3 separate regions of the Mus musculus genome follow, and all the other regions are linked to region 1. Evidence: chromatin contacts called from public HiChIP or PLAC-seq and promoter capture Hi-C data. All regions are on one chromosome and are shown on one strand. The core of a region is the stretch at or near the end of the contact, and the rest is flanking DNA. Distances in the headings are between cores, read along the strand shown. Region 1 overlaps Tmem260 (transmembrane protein 260). Region 2 overlaps Fbxo34 (F-box protein 34). Region 3 overlaps Gm41148 (a long non-coding RNA gene).

Region 1 (5,089 bases), core at 1,449-3,948:
GGGGTGCACAGACATTTGTGCAGGAAAACCGCTCCCAGACACACCCCTCACACACATACACACAAACACTCACACACTCACACCGGCATACATGTACACAAAGACACACCCACACCCCACACACTCACTCACACACACTTACATATACACTCAAACACTCACACTTGCACACATGTACACATAGACACCATCACACCACACACACACTTACATACATACATTTACACTCACACTTGCACACATAGACACACACCACACACTCACTCACTCACACTCACACACTCACACTTGCACACATGTACACATAGATACCACCACACACCCCTACACTCACTCACACACACAAACACTCACACTTGCACACATGCACACACAGACACACCTACACACAGTTCCATCGTGTTTCCACTTGGCAATCCATAAACCCTATCTCAACTTTACTTTCATTTTCTTGAACAAACATGTGTAAGTCATCTTTCCAAAAAGGAAATACAGTTAATAATGTGATAAGTTAGGATCCTGACATTAAAATCTAGTAAAAACTAAAGGGCATACAAAAATGTCTGACAAGTTCATAGTACTTGATCACACCAACAGCACACAGGAGGGAGGGCGTTCGAGGGAGATCATAGACTCATTAAGATACTGAAAACAGTCTAAAGGCACAATTTTCCAGTTTAATTTAACACTATGTGAGGAGATAACTATAGTATTTATTAATCAAGTTTTTTATAATGTGAAGTCAAAGAATTACTTCAAATAAACAATACATTTTTAGAATTTACTGTGACTTACAAAAAGGTGTAACCTGATGAGCCGTATAGAAATCACATACTTTTGACACCACTGCTGTGATCATTTAAATAAAACAACCACTATGTTGTAAAGGGTAGCCACGCATCAGCATCAGTAACCAAAACTAAGTTTTTATACTACTGAAGAGGTATACTTAATTCTAAGGTGTCATACCAGTAGAGAAAAGCAAAAATACCAACAACTTAACGTATCAGATTCAAGTCACTGAAGTACGTTTTGTTTTATTTTTATTGTAGTTGTGTTTGAACACAGGGTTATAGATACAGTGGTCAAGTGAGTCACCACTGAGCTGTATGTCCAGCCTTCTTTGAGTTTTATTTTTGAGAGAGAGACAGAGAGACAGAGAGGGAGAGACAGAGACAGAAACAGAGAGACTGTGTGTGTGTGTGTGTGTGTGTGTGTGTGTGTGTGTGTGTGTGTGTGTGTGTGTGTTTTACTGAGGATTGAAGCCAGTGGCCTTGAACATACTGAGCTATATCCCAGGCCTCTGTAACTTGGCCTTGAATTTGCTGTATTTCTATCCTATTCTCCTGAATAGCTCGGATTATATATAGGCCTGTACTGTCAGGCCCAGTTTGTTTTATTTTTTGTAAACATATTCTATGTATAAACATATTATGTGATATATTTGTAGTAGATGAATCTTCTTGATTTTTTGGGGGGGGCAGGTTATCTCTAAAATCACGTGGTTTACAGCCAAACACTAGGCAGAAAGAGATACCAAATTGGATGTCTCCATCAGGTCCGTCCCTTTGGATTTCGGGGAACCCTGTGGAAGAGGGAGAGGAAGAATTGTAGGAGCCAGAGGGGTCAAGGACACCAGGAGAACAGGGTCCACAGATGTCAACAAAGCAGGGCTCATAGGGGCTCACAGAGTCTGCATGGCTCGTAGCTAGGTCCTCTGCATACGTTATGGTTGTTAGCTGGTTGTTGTTGTGGGACTCCTGAGAGTAGGAGTCAGGGTTGCTCTGACTCTTCTGCCTGCTCTTGGGACCCTTCTCCTCCTACTGGGTTACCTCATGCGGCCTGATATGAGGGTTTGGGCTTAGTTTTATTATATCTGGATATGCAGTGTTCAGCTGATATCCCTGGGAGGCCTGCTCTTTTCTAAAGGGAAACAGAGGAGGAGGAGATTGGGGACGGGGATGGGAGAGTGCAGGCAGGGAGCTGTGGTTGGGATGTATTGAAAACAACAACAACAACAACAAAATCATGTGGTTCACAGTTTAGGCAAATGCAGTGCTCTGTCCGACGCAGACAGACCTATGGAGACAGTACGGGAAGGATGTCAAGTCTTTTCAATCCCACTGAGTAACTCTCAGTGAAGATTCACTCCACTGAAGGAGAGCGGCTGCGAGGGCTTTAAGAAAGTCCATCCTAACAAGCAAGGGCATCGTCATTCTCCAGTTAACACGGAACCACTTTCTTTTTGGTCCATAACATCCGTGAGACCTAGAGAGGGCTCCTGAGGAAGTTACTGACTGTGCAGTAGTTTTCTCGCGGACAGAACAGCATTCATCTGTTGACTCAATGGATAAATCAGGGGTTTCAATTCATAGCACTGACACAGACTTGCTATCGATGGATGGTAAAGTGCACCCTTCCTTTCCACTCCATGGTATTTGATTTTCATGTGTAGTCACATACTTGTCTAACCCTCAACCAGAAGGCAAACAACGGAAACCTGAAACTCGTTCCAAGCACACATTTGATATGCCTCCTAAAACTCATGAATCCATTTGACTTCAGTGATATCTACATAGCAGCAACCCCACATGGGACGCACTAGCTTTACTGACACTGAGCGCTCCTACTTCAGGGAAGTGGAAGCGGAAGCAGGCAGGGAGCAGCGGCATAGGCACACTACCGGCTACTAAATTACTACAGTGTCACTTCCTAACAAGAAAGTCACAGTGGATCAGAGGAAGGAAGTATGCTAACGCAGGCTAGATCAACTGCACACCCCACCCCCTCTCTGTGCGTCGGTCTGTCTGTCTTTGGTTTTGGTTTTCTGAGATGGGATTTCTCTGACTGTCCTGAAATTTACTCTGTAGACCAGGCTGGCCTCAAACTCAGAGATCAGCCTGCCTCTCTGCCTCTGCCTCTGCCTCTGCTTCTGCCTCCAGAGTGCTGGGATTAAAGGCATGTGCCACCACTGCCCACGACACGTATCATTCTTATCCTCCCGTAGTCTTATCTTTCCAGGCTTTAGTCATGAAAATGACGTGAAGGTTTCCCTCTGGCTCATTCACATAATCAACGTCCTGGTTTGTCATCTCTCCAGGCTGTGTGGAGAATGGTCAGACTAGCATTTTCAGGGAAGGAAAACCCAAGCCCTGCTACACACCTTTCGTTTGCTGTCAGTCAGCATTCCTGTAGCAAATGATCTCTGAGCATCAAGTGTGTCTCGCTCTAGGCAGCCGAGAGCAGGGGATCCAAACCTTTATACTGCCAGGTTCAGACCCGGTGAACAAAAAGCAGCAACTGAGGACCGTGTATATTCAGGTTTTCTCTCTTCAGCCACTACCACTAGGCCTCAAAAATGATAATCTTCCCATCTCTAATAACTTTGAAAGTAAGTCCTTATCCCATATTTTATAAAAAATGTGTTGCCACTTCTGAGAAAAAAAAAATCATACCAAGGTTACTTTCACTTCCTGAGCCAATCAGGACTACTGTTTTTGCCTGTAATAACTATCGATGCTTTTAAAGGAAAACTGCCACGTGTTATTCATGATTAAAAACCATAGAAAAGTGGGGGGAAATTTTAAAGTCTTCAGAAAGAAAAAAAAAATGACATAGCACAACTAAAACAGAAGGAATCAGATCATGAACAGTTTCCATGAATAAATGTAATCAATCAATCAATTTCTGTGAGAATTGAGGTCTACAGGCCAGCCAGCACCATGGTTCCGCAGGTAAAGCCTCTTGCAGACAAACCTCAAGAGCCAAGACGTCCATGTTGAAGGGAAGGAAGCAACTCCCTCAAGCTGTTCCCTGACCTCCAGAGGTGCACTGCGGCGTGCACATGCCTCCTCAACCCCCATAAAATGTTTAGTCAAAAAAGATTAACCTGAGTCTAGCTATATAATAAAACTACAAAGTCTAAAACATTTTATTTCATTGTCCCTCACTATCTCGTACCTAAACAACCTAGACAGCAGCCCTGGACGACTCTGTAGCGTCCCACTGTCTCCCGTATGCCAGGAGTTTGCACAATGAGAGCAATGCCTGCTGAGGTGCCGCCTACTTCAAAAAGTGGCCCGCTCACAGACCACGTGAGTTCAAACACACAGCACCTGGAAACGAGCTTGTGTTCAGCAGTTGAACTGAAACTGCCTCCAAGTATATCCCAGCACATTACTGTCAAAGGCACAGACCAGGGCTTCTATCTCAACACCCGAAGTCCTTCTAACCGAACACTCGGAAGATGTGGAAGATGTGGCCTCATACCCACACTAACTGACACGTTGCAAGTGCAGGAAGTAAGCACAAAGCACCCAAATAATTAAAATCCACACATTGAGGGTATTAAGCTACTTTCATCACCAACGCTAACAAACTCGGAAAACAGGAAACTGATGTAAGTCCCTGAATCAGCTGAAGTTATGAAATGCATTTTAATATTCAACTCGCTAAGGTCATCATCTATCTCTGTGAGTCTGAAAAGCTGCAAGTCTGTGTGAGTTACAAGTTATCGTTTTATTTGTAATTTTAAGAAATATGTGCATTTATTAGTTACCGGCCAGTAATAACTGATGACTAGTTCCAGTAGCAAGGATCTCGGCAGGAAACAGATTTAGCAATTTAAATGTTTTATAAGTTTTTGTAATTGAGGAAACTTTTCATAATCTGACATTTGTTAAAACCACTTATTAGAAATTATGCAGCACAGTAGCTGTGGAAATATGAGCTAGCTTCACAATTATAAAGTCAGCCTCTGCAGCCCTTCCCTATTGTACAGAGTGGCATAAGCCCCACGGCGGCCTATCAGCTAACTGGCAGGCAGGGGGCTGCTCTATTCAAAGTGAGAGATACAAGCTGCAGGGCAAAAACCTGGCAGCTCCCATCTGACCCCACAATCCCCTACTGGTGACAGCTCCAAGCTCCATGGCAAATTAGGCCTTCTCATATTACAATTGGAGAAGACAGATTCCATTAGCAGTATCTGAAATTGAGTGGAGAGCTGCGCTGTTATCAGACTTGACTCATAAGCACTGCTATTAATCAGAGCTATGATAGCATTTATATATTTCAAGCTATCTGCTGCCGC
Region 2 (5,089 bases), core at 1,252-3,751, 940 kb after region 1:
AGTTAGAGAGGGCTGTGTTGGTAAGGCACACTTGCCTTACACGCATAAATGCTGAGCTTGGTGGCCAGCTGGGCGCAGTGGTGCGCACTGGCACTGAGCACTGAGGCTGCACTGATGGAGCTCACTGCCAATCAGCCTAGCCTACTTGGCAAATTCTAGGCCACTAAGAGAGCCTGTCTTCAAAAACAAGGTAGATGGACCAACACCTATCTATAGTTGTCCTCAGGCCTCTACACATATGCAGACATACACAAACAAGTCAATGCTCACATGCACGTGTGCGCACATATACATACAATCTAACTGCAATGCTGGCTGTAGAGGCCAGGATAAAAAGAGAACGTATGTAATAGACGTCACTAACAGGTTATCATTTCAGCACACCAAACTCACAGCCAACAAAGACAAGGAATTCTAGATGTGGCCAGGAGCTGAGTCTGACTAATTTAATAACTACTACCCCAGAGCCTTGCTCTTACATTGCTGAATTTGAATGAATGATGCCTTTTATAGGAGACAGCCTTAGTCCAGAAAGGGGTACAAATGTGATCTCCATCTGCACTGCCCAAAGTGCCCATCAGATCGCTCTGGCTTCGTGTGAGATCCAAAGCATTGGAGCACCACAATGGAGCACAAAACGAAAAATTCATTAGAAACATTTATCTCACAATTGTTTTCAAAAATTACTTAAAAATTCAAAATGCTGGTAAATTACTGAGAAACAAGTTCTGGGCTGGTGAAATGGCTTAGTGGTTAAGGTCCTTGTTGCTAAGTGTCACAACCTAGTTCCATCCTCAGAACACACACGGTATAAGGAGAGAGGCAATCTCCAAAAGTTGTCGTCTGATCTCCTCGAGGACCACTTCACATGTCCATGCACACGCATACACACACTAATATTAGGGGCTGGAGAGACAGCTCAATGTTTAAAAACAATGGTTGCTCTTCCAGAAGACCCAGGTTAGAGTCCCAGGATCCACATGGTGGCTCACAAACATCGGTAGCTTCAGTTCCAAAATATCCAATGCCACCTGTGGTGCACAAACAGGCAGGCAAAACACCACACACATCACACACAAACAACATACAAAGACTTTCTCTCACAAACCCACACACAAAGAATGTTTTAAAAAAACCTTAAATTGTATCTCAATTTAATGTCCTCTATGTCTTCACCAACAGTCTCAGGTAAGCCTCAGATGGCCCTGGGGTTAAACAAACTTTGAAGAACAGCAGGGAGAACACAAAGGGTGCTGGTGTGAGACAGACAGCTGCTTTTACACTTCCTCAGGGAAACCTCCCCTATTTGTCTCATTACAGAATCTCACTGAACTGGGCAGCCTCTCCTTCGTGGGCGGCCCTCTTCAGCTATTTGCTTGAAATAAAATACTTAAGAGGTGACTAGGATTCAGGAAGTATTCTCTCAAATGCTAGAGAAGCGTCATCATGGTATAAACACTGACAGAGGACTGCGGCAAGGCCCGAGGAGATACCAATGGAGGCCCAGACGCTTTAGGGTATTCCAATGGGCAATGGGCAGTTATGAAGCCAAACCTTACTGCAACTACAAAACCACACCCTTATCCTCCAAGCCTCCTTTCTACAGAAGGCATGGTGTCCACTCCTGTAAATCCTAGCACATGAGAGAGCAAGGCAAGAGTGACTGTCAGGAGTCTGAGGCCAGCCAGGGCTACAATACACGGACTGAGCAAGACTGCATCTTGAAAGAGGTCCCACTCCTGAGGGAAACAACAACAAACCCAATGTCTTCTATAAGCTACCAATACAAAACTGTTAGCACCGATGTGTCTTAGACTTCATGTTCAAGTTGATTATGACGGAACACTTGACTAGCATGCATTTTAAGGGCCCGGGTTCAGCCCCATAGAAAAAGAAACCCCAACAAGAAAAAACAAGAAGGTAAGGCTTTAAAACAGCTGTCTATAGTATCCAGGTAAAGAAATGCATGTTAATTTGAACACAAACTGAACCCTAACAAGCTGAGAAATGACTAAGTAGTCTAAGACAGCACCCTAACTGATGAACTATAGGGAATTTGAAGTTTAACTGTTAGCAACTACTCAATATATATTATACTAAAAATCTCAACACTAAATCCTGTCACTGCTAACAATGTCATAGAGGATATTAGCTCAAACAAAAACACAGTTGAAGACAGCAGATTCTCTTTTTTTTGTTTGTTTGTTTGTTTTTTCGAGACAGGGTTTCTCTGTGTAGCCCTGGCTGTCCTGGAACTCACTCTGTAGACCAGGCTGGCCTCGAACTCAGAACTCCGCCTGCCTCTGCCTCCCCAGTGCTGGGATTAAAGGTGTGCGCCACCACGCCCGGCTGCAGATTCTTTAGATGAAAACTTTCCTCATAGGATGGGACGGCAGCATCAGTTATCACCAGTTTGCAGCTTTCACTAAGTCAAGGACTCTGGCACTGAGAAGTCACTGATAAATTACAAAACCGAAACACAGTCAGCCACTAGAGGGACTCCTGATGAGAAAGAAAAAAAAACAAACAAACACTTTCAAAAATAAAACCTACCAGCTGTAATCTGGTCAGTCCTGGAGAACTAGTCACTAGTTTACAGGAAACATGGCAGAGCGGGAATTGGGGCAGCCTCCTGGGGGTACACAGGAAAGTCTGGGTTTTGGGGAAGCTCTAGAAGAGTTGTTTTAAAAATCTTGATTTTTCATCTTCCAACTTCAAACAGAAAAAGTTGGGACAGCATATATTTAACAAGAGACTCAATGAACACATACATGATCCTAGCAGTCAGAAGGTAGAAACAGGGAATCAGGAGTTCGCGCCACCCCTGAGCTACGAGGGTAATAAATGGCTGGCACTTTAGTACGAAGCTCAATTCTTCTGTATTTACTGGTTTTTGTTTGATTTCAAAGAGAAATCGGCAGAAGCAGCTGGAAAGCACTGGATAGACGAGCCCTGAAATGTCCCTTCTGTCTACAGTGTCAGCTCCAGGCTGACTGGCTGGAGGGAGGTTTGGTGGGGGGGAGGCCACTCAGCGGCCTTACTCCTTCCTGGTTCAGACAAGGGGCAGGTTCTTACTCCACTCCACACCCATTACTGACAACTGAACAGGAAATAAATCAGGAAGCAATCTAAAAAGAAAGAAAAGGGAGACACACTAGGAAACCAAGTAATAAAAAGAACTGGACTAAAAGTGACAATGGCAAATGCCAACCAACTTGTTTCTTTCTCTTAAAGAAAGCTCAAGATGTGCTGATTTGAGAAAAGCTCTCCCTGCTGTAGTCCAGGCTGGCCTTGGACTTGAGAGTCTCTCATGTGCTACAGTTACAAGCATGAATCAACAAAGCTGATTCAATCTATCACTTATTAAACACACGTTTTTTTCTTTCTTACTTTATAAAAATAAGTGTATGTGTGGGTGGGTGGGGGCATGCTCGCCACAGCACGTGTGTGGCAGTCAGGACAACTTGCAGGAGGCATGTCTACATAGATTCTTTTTAAAAATAAAAAATGCCAAACTATTATCAGCACAAATAAACTCTGATAAACAGACTCCTAAACACCAAAACTAGGAAGGAAGAAAATACCAAAAACAAAAAAATATAAAATATAATAAAGAAATATAATTATTTCCACATAGCAATTTTATACTTATTTTTAAAAACATATAATTAACTTCAACAGAAAACCCCCCAACTTACCTAACTCAAAATGACTAGAAAGCATGCACACAGATCACGCCTGGATCCCTTTAGTATTTCTATTACTAATGAAGTAAACCACGGCAGTGCTAACAGCCACGATCAAACCCCCCTGCCTACACAGAAAGCAGAGCACACTGTATGGCTGCATGTGACAAGTTCCTACAGGATCCTCTGTCCGAACAGTTGGTCCCAGTTAGTAGTGCTGTTTTGGGATGTTATGGAACCTTTTGGACATGGGAATTAGCTTCAAAATGGAGGGACATGGGGCTGGAAAGTTGGCTCAATGGTTAAGAGCACTTGTTGTTGCTGCAAGGACCTGGGTTCAATTCCAAGCACCCACATGGACGCTCACCACCGCCTTGGGTACCAGGCTCACATGTGGCAAATGGATGTACCTGCAGGCAAAACACTCATACACCTGAAATAATAAAAATAAATCTTTAAAAAAAATGTAGGACCATGAAAACAGGGTGCCCAGGTACAGCCCAGAGCCCTTCTTTCAAGTATTTTGCCATGGCTAGCACAGACACCTGGATAAGAAAAGCCAGGAGACAAGTAAATGGAAAGGCGGTGAGAGAAACGACGACCTTACTACTCCCTCTGTATTGTCAATCTTATCGAAAATAAGCAACCATAATCACAGCTCACAAACTTCTGCAATTTCTGACACATGGTTCCAACCTTTTCCTTTCCACACTCAAAACAGGATGCTACTTGCTTGCATTGCTTGGTAGTCAATCACAGGCCACTGGAAAAAGTAAGAAAGCAACACATCCCACCCACCTTCCCTAAACTTAGCAGCACAACTGTTCTGATGCTGAATCACTTCTGCTGGGGCAACTCTGCAGGCTGATCCTCTTTCTTCACGCTCTGTTCGAAGTCCTAATGCCAGCACAATCTCTGTCAGCCCTCAACATCTGAACTCATAACCTGCAACCATTATGCACAAAAGGAGGTGAGTATTCAGAAAAGTATACCAGCACAAGGCCTGGTATCTTCCAAGACTAACCAAGTGATGGTTAGTTCTCGTCATCCCGACACAAGCTGAAGACCGGTGGGTGAGAGGGATCCTCAGTGAGGAACTGTCCCAATCACAACTGGCACACAGAGCATACCTGTGGGGCATTTTCTTGATTAGTGGGTGAGGGGGTAACACGTTAATGGGTAGTCCCATCTTTGGACAGGTGGTCCAAGGTTGTTAGCAGTATTCCCCCATGGTCTCTCTACTTCAGTTCTTGCCTCTAGGTTCTTGCCCTGATGTCCTTTAGTGATAGACAATGACTTAGAAATATAAGTCAGCCAGGCAGTGGTGGTGCATGCCTTTAGTCCCAGCACTTGGGAGGCAGAAGCAGGCGGATTTCTGAGTTCAAGGTCAGCCTGATCTACAG
Region 3 (5,089 bases), core at 1,102-3,601, 660 kb after region 1:
ACTTTTCTTGTTGCAGTGGTTTGACTAGGAATGTCCCCACAGGTGCATATATTTGAATGTTGAGTGGCACTATGTGAAAGGATTAGAAGGATTAGTAGGTGCATGTATAGAGACTCTTTATATATTGTGTGGAAGCATCACCTGTCATTAAAAAGCCTATGGCCAATGAGCTGAGGCAGGATTAAAAGGAGAGACATCTGGCAGAGAGAGAAAGGATTCTGGGAAATAGGAACAGGAGAGTTGCCCCCAACTCTGAGGAGACAGATGCATGAACCTAAGGAGAGGTAACTAATTATGTGGCATGATTTAGACTAGATTCTCCCTGCCATGGTGATAATGGACTAATCCTCTGAAACTATAAGCAAGCCCCCAGTTGAATACTTTCTTTCATAAGAGCTGCCATGGGCATGGTGCCTCCTCACAGCTATAGAACGATGACCAAGACACCTGTAGAGACATAAATGAATATCTGTTCTCCTGACAGTTAGGAATACAGCACCTGTGACAAACCAAAAAGTTCCACACAAGTTTAATCACATGAGCCTATGTGTTTACTGAGCTTACTGTTAGGAATGTGGGAGACACCAAAGCTGTCTCTTCAGCAAAACATTTTTCCCCAGTGTGGATGACGACTTCCCCACAGGGCCAAAGATGGAGACCCTCAGTTGAGTTTCCACCCTCCTGTGTCTTCCAACATGACATAAGACCATGTGCAGCTGGCGCAGTACTGGGTACAGCTAAGAAAGAGGTGTAGAAGGGATGGGCAGGAATCTAATGACCTACCCTACAGCTTCGTACTGGGGGAATTCATGAAAACAGTCACAGCCACTCTGATTGTTGGTTCCCAACACAGAGGCAGGCTGATCTCTGTGTGTTCAAGGCCAGTCTGGTTTACATGGTGAGTTCCAGACCAACAGGGTTACATAGTGTAACCCTGTCTCAAAAAAAAAAAAAAAAATCGAGTTCCACACCGCAGCCATAGCATTTCTAGTTTTCCAATAATATATGTAGACTATAAAAACAAACTTGATTTTCAAAAGTTTATTGACAGATCTATGTGCATGTGGGTTGGTTGGTTGGTGGCTTAGTTGGTTTGGTTTGGGTTTTTTTACACAGAGTTTCTCTATGTAGCCTTGGCTATCCTGGACTTCGTTGTAGACCAGGCTGGTCTTGAGCTCAGAGATCTACCTGCCTCTGCCTCCCAAGTGCCAGGATTAAAGGTATGCACCACCACCACCCAGCTCTGGTATTTGGGGGGAAAAAACATTTAATAGAGGGAAAGGAATCAAAACTATGTTTCTAGTCCCCTCTCTAAGGTGGCATAGAGTTGGTTACCAGGCTCTGCAGGTCTGCAAACCTACACTGTCAACAAGGGGGGCAGGCCTCCGTTTCTAGTGCCTCTGAAGGGTCCTTCTGTGGGTCTGCACTAGATACAGTGCATGCTCCTATGGGCATGGCTCCCAAGGCCCTATGATGGCTGTCAGTCATCTGGGGCTGCTTAGCTTCTCAAGTCTCTGAAAGTTTTTGTTTTTGTTTTGTTTTTTTTTTTTTAATGCAGCCATACAGGTGTCCCTACAATGCCAGCCCTCTGACTGGCAGCTTCTAAGCCTTTGGATTCTCATGACTCACTGTGCTCATACAACTGACAGGACAAGCAAGGAGATCTTGGAAATGCCACCTTCCCTCTATGCCAGTTGCTGTCAACCTTGCTCCCTTGCCCCCCAATAGGACAACTCCGAGGTGCATGGCCTGGATTATCTTCTGGAATTCCCCAGCAGAATTAGACAGCAGTCATTCACAGGTGACTCATTCTATAGCAGCCCTTCGATGCTTCATACCCTTCCCTGACCTCCTCATCCCACTGCCAGTTAGCACGTGGATTGTCTCCAGATAAATTACATTCAAAATCTCATTCCAAGGTTGCTTCTGGGGGACTCAACCTGAGATGCTTGATCTCCTGGCAACTGGGGTCTGCAACATGCGTCCACCTGACTTCAATGTTTCCATCCATGCTAGTGAAGAAGTCAGGCAGTTTAGAATGCAAACTCAGGCTACCAACAAGGTCCCTCCTGTGACCAGTGAGCTGTTAGCATAGGAACCAGCCACAGAATCTAAGGGATACCATGAAAGAGGCAGTGACTTCCCATCCGGTCTCTACTAGGGCATGATTTTAACTGGGACTCTTCTAGTTTGTTCCAATAATTCCTTTTTTCTACTTCTATTATCCAGAAGTAGATTACCCTATTGTCATCAAACAGTATTAACATGAGTCAGTTTTACAGGACAGCATATGAAAACTGAGACCCAGAAAAAGGAAGAGACTTATGTAGGGTTGCAGAAGTAGAGGGAAGAGGTAGATGCTCTTACCATAGCGACTGACTGTTGGGCACTGCGAAAGAAGGCATCTGACTGTAAAGCCTCAGATGCTGCTTTCAGATTTGGGAAGTTACTCAAACTCTTTAAGTTCCTCAATAGGAAACGCTAAAAAAACAAATGAGATGATCTAACCACTTAGCATGGACATTATGAGGGTGTATATTTGGCTCTAAATAACAGAAGACCCACGTAGAAGATTCACTAAAGTACATACGTGATGAATTTGCTATCTCCAGAGAACAGGAGGTTCTAAGGCTATTGAGTGGATTCAGTTTTGTTCTGTGATAGTGGATAACTATATAGCAGAGACTGGCCTTGAATTCATGTTCTTCCTGCCTTAGGCTCTTAAGTATTGGGGTAACAGGAAAGAGACTGTCTACCCAAGAAGGAAAGCCTTGACTGTCTCATTGAGGTGTATTGGCCACTACAAGACCTAAACCAAACCCTGAACAGAAGAATCCACACACATGATTGAATTAGACCGAGGCAACAAGTACCCCTCACACTGGAATAGACAGAGACGCTGAGCCAACAGGGGCATTGGGGCTCTGCCACAGGGAGGGAACATGGGCTGACTGCTCAGTGAGAAAAGAGCAAAGTCAACCATGGCTCCTGGGTGTACAGAAGATGCAGGAAAAATTATAAATGAAATGAAATAATAAATAAGTCCATCATAGCACATAGCATCTCTTCTTTGTGCTTAAAAAAAAAAAAAAAAAAAAGCAGCTCTTTCCCTGGTTAAGGCCACTGTCCTCACAGAGACTGAGTATCTGGGAGAGTAACTCCATATCTCAAAAATCATTTTTTCATTCCAGTACAGAGGAAATTTTTGTGAAAGGGAAGGGAGCTGCGGGTCTGGGAGAATAAATTAATAAAGAAAGAAGAGATGGAGCAAGATGGTCACCAGCGTCATGGATATCATGGTTCTGCCTGCGTCTGTTCCCCGCTAGGCTTTAAAGAATGGATTTTACTTTCATTTGTCTTCCTGAAGCCCAAATTCCCACTTGCACCAAAAGACTTCTAAGCAGACAGCCAGCGGAAAACAAGTCTGAGCCTTGGCTACTGAGCCCCTTGTGACTCTAGGCTGCAGGCAGAGGACTTGTCTAACTGGTTTAGTCTGCCCTGACTTAGGCAGCCCCTCATGAATGGATCAGGACAGACATGGCCTCTCCATTACCCACCAGGTTCCTGCTCTGACTTCCCTCCAAGATGGACTATGAACTATTACCTAAATAAACCTTTTCCTCCCCAACTTGCTTAGTGTTTATCACAGCAACAAGAGGAAAATTAAGGCATATCCCAAATGCAAGTCCTGATACTTAACATTTCAGTGTGATTTAATCTCACATTGTTCCCGTATATTATCACTATAGCTAGACCATATATTTACACCATAGCTTGTGTTTAGTAGCTAAAACCTTCTCAATTTGTGTATGCTCTATGATACCCACACAGCAGTACACATTTCAGAATGTGTCTTTATGACTGAGCCAATCACGGCTGTGTCTAGCCTGGTAACCTAGTGCCTTATGAGACCTCTCTATAGCTGACCAAAGGACCCTCGAGAGTCATGAAAGTAAGAGGCATCTTCCCGAACACCAGGCTTGAGCAGCCACAAGCATCCCTGAGCTCCAACTCAACGTGGAGCAGAAGAGATTATCCCAGGTGACCTTCTGTCCCTGTGGTCCCTGTGTGGGGTTCTTGTGTCTTCTCTCCCACTGTGTCCTTGACTGTCTTCTCATGTCCTTGTCTTCCTATAGAAGACAAAATCAGTCAGTGTTCCCCTCTTTATCGCATGAGTATCAAGAAGGGACATCATCCTGCATATTGGAACATCTGGAATTATACAGAGTAATGCCAAGACTTTACCACCCATTGTCCCCATTGAGCTTAGGATTTCAGAAACCCAAATAAGCTTACCAGACCCAGTGTGAAATAAGATTGCAGATGCCTCTGAAAGAATGCTGGCATCTTCATCGTCTAGAAAACCTGAATCAGATAAGGCTTATACAGTTACAAGGGTAGGACCTTCTTCCTACAACAGAGTTCCCAAAGGCAGAGATAGAAAAGGCAGCTTGGGGAAGTGATGCCCAGTGGCTATCGCTTCCTGAGTTCTTAGAACAGGTCATCTGGACTCTTTTGGAAATACAAACAAGGACTCCCACACTTAGGGCTGTGTGGCCCAAGCAGGACCATTTCACTTGTGTGAGATATCATTCCTTCATCTCCATCACCCAGGAAGACTGTGAGTCGAGTATCCAGAGAGACAACTCTTGTGACGTCCCTGGCCCCGGACTCCACACGCAATACATGCTAAGGAAATAGAGTTCTGAACATAGCTGTCACCATCCCATCATCCCCTGCCCAGTGTGCCCAATATACCAGGGCTGTCACTGAGTTGAGCTAGCTGTTCCAGCAGGATAAGAGCCGGGTTTGCTTGGGCAGAGGCTCTGAGATTCTGAGGCAGTGCCAGGTCTCACCATTCCTGAGCTCAGCACCACTGACTTTTCAGACTGAGTACTCGTTAGTTCTACAGGCTGTCCTGGGTGTTTGGGAATATTTGGCAATATTTCTGGTTTCTATTCATAAGACAGCAGTAGCCTCCTCCCTAGTTGTGGCAATTAAAAATACCTCCAGGTGTTGCCAAGTACCCTCTGGGAAGCAAGATCAGGCCCAGTTGAGAAACCCCTGTATAATGAAATGTTCATAATGG

What was found. HiChIP or PLAC-seq counts read pairs in DNA pulled down with a chosen protein or histone mark. Capture Hi-C pulls out chosen DNA fragments and counts their contacts.
Region 2: a promoter capture Hi-C map of adipose tissue shows a contact between it and region 1, with 3 times the contacts expected there. The contact joins two enhancer-like sites. A contact is called at or near these places in 2 of 39 promoter capture datasets (liver and pre-B cells) and 1 of 9 other capture datasets (adipose tissue).
Region 3: a contact with region 1 is called in an H3K4me3 HiChIP or PLAC-seq map of bone marrow-derived macrophages, with 5 times the contacts expected there. The contact joins two enhancer-like sites. A contact is called at or near these places in 1 of 39 promoter capture datasets (stem cell-derived epiblast-like cells), 1 of 115 datasets of contacts at active chromatin or transcription factors (bone marrow-derived macrophages) and 1 of 9 other capture datasets (pancreatic islet).

The regions. Positions count from the first base shown.
Region 1 is chr14:48,456,715-48,461,803 of GRCm38.p6, reverse strand. All of the region lies in intron 3 of Tmem260 (transmembrane protein 260), which reads right to left. Among named protein-coding and RNA genes, the nearest start is that of Tmem260, 13 kb to the right of the region's middle. Within about 2 kb of position 2,698, at least 29 of the 459 cell types and tissues checked have an H3K27ac peak or open chromatin away from gene starts, as enhancers often do. A contact at or near this core is called in adipose tissue, bone marrow-derived macrophages and liver, where this site is marked.
Region 2 is chr14:47,513,218-47,518,306 of GRCm38.p6, reverse strand. All of the region lies in intron 1 of Fbxo34 (F-box protein 34), which reads right to left. Among named protein-coding and RNA genes, the nearest start is that of Gm35166, 7.6 kb to the right of the region's middle. Within about 2 kb of position 2,501, at least 144 of the 459 cell types and tissues checked have an H3K27ac peak or open chromatin away from gene starts, as enhancers often do. A contact at or near this core is called in adipose tissue and liver, where this site is marked.
Region 3 is chr14:47,792,558-47,797,646 of GRCm38.p6, reverse strand. It overlaps Gm41148 (a long non-coding RNA gene), which reads left to right. Exons shown (of 3, transcript XR_874597.2): 2 at 1,559-1,801. Among named protein-coding and RNA genes, the nearest start is that of Gm41148, 10 kb to the left of the region's middle. Within about 2 kb of position 2,351, at least 9 of the 459 cell types and tissues checked have an H3K27ac peak or open chromatin away from gene starts, as enhancers often do. A contact at or near this core is called in bone marrow-derived macrophages, where this site is marked.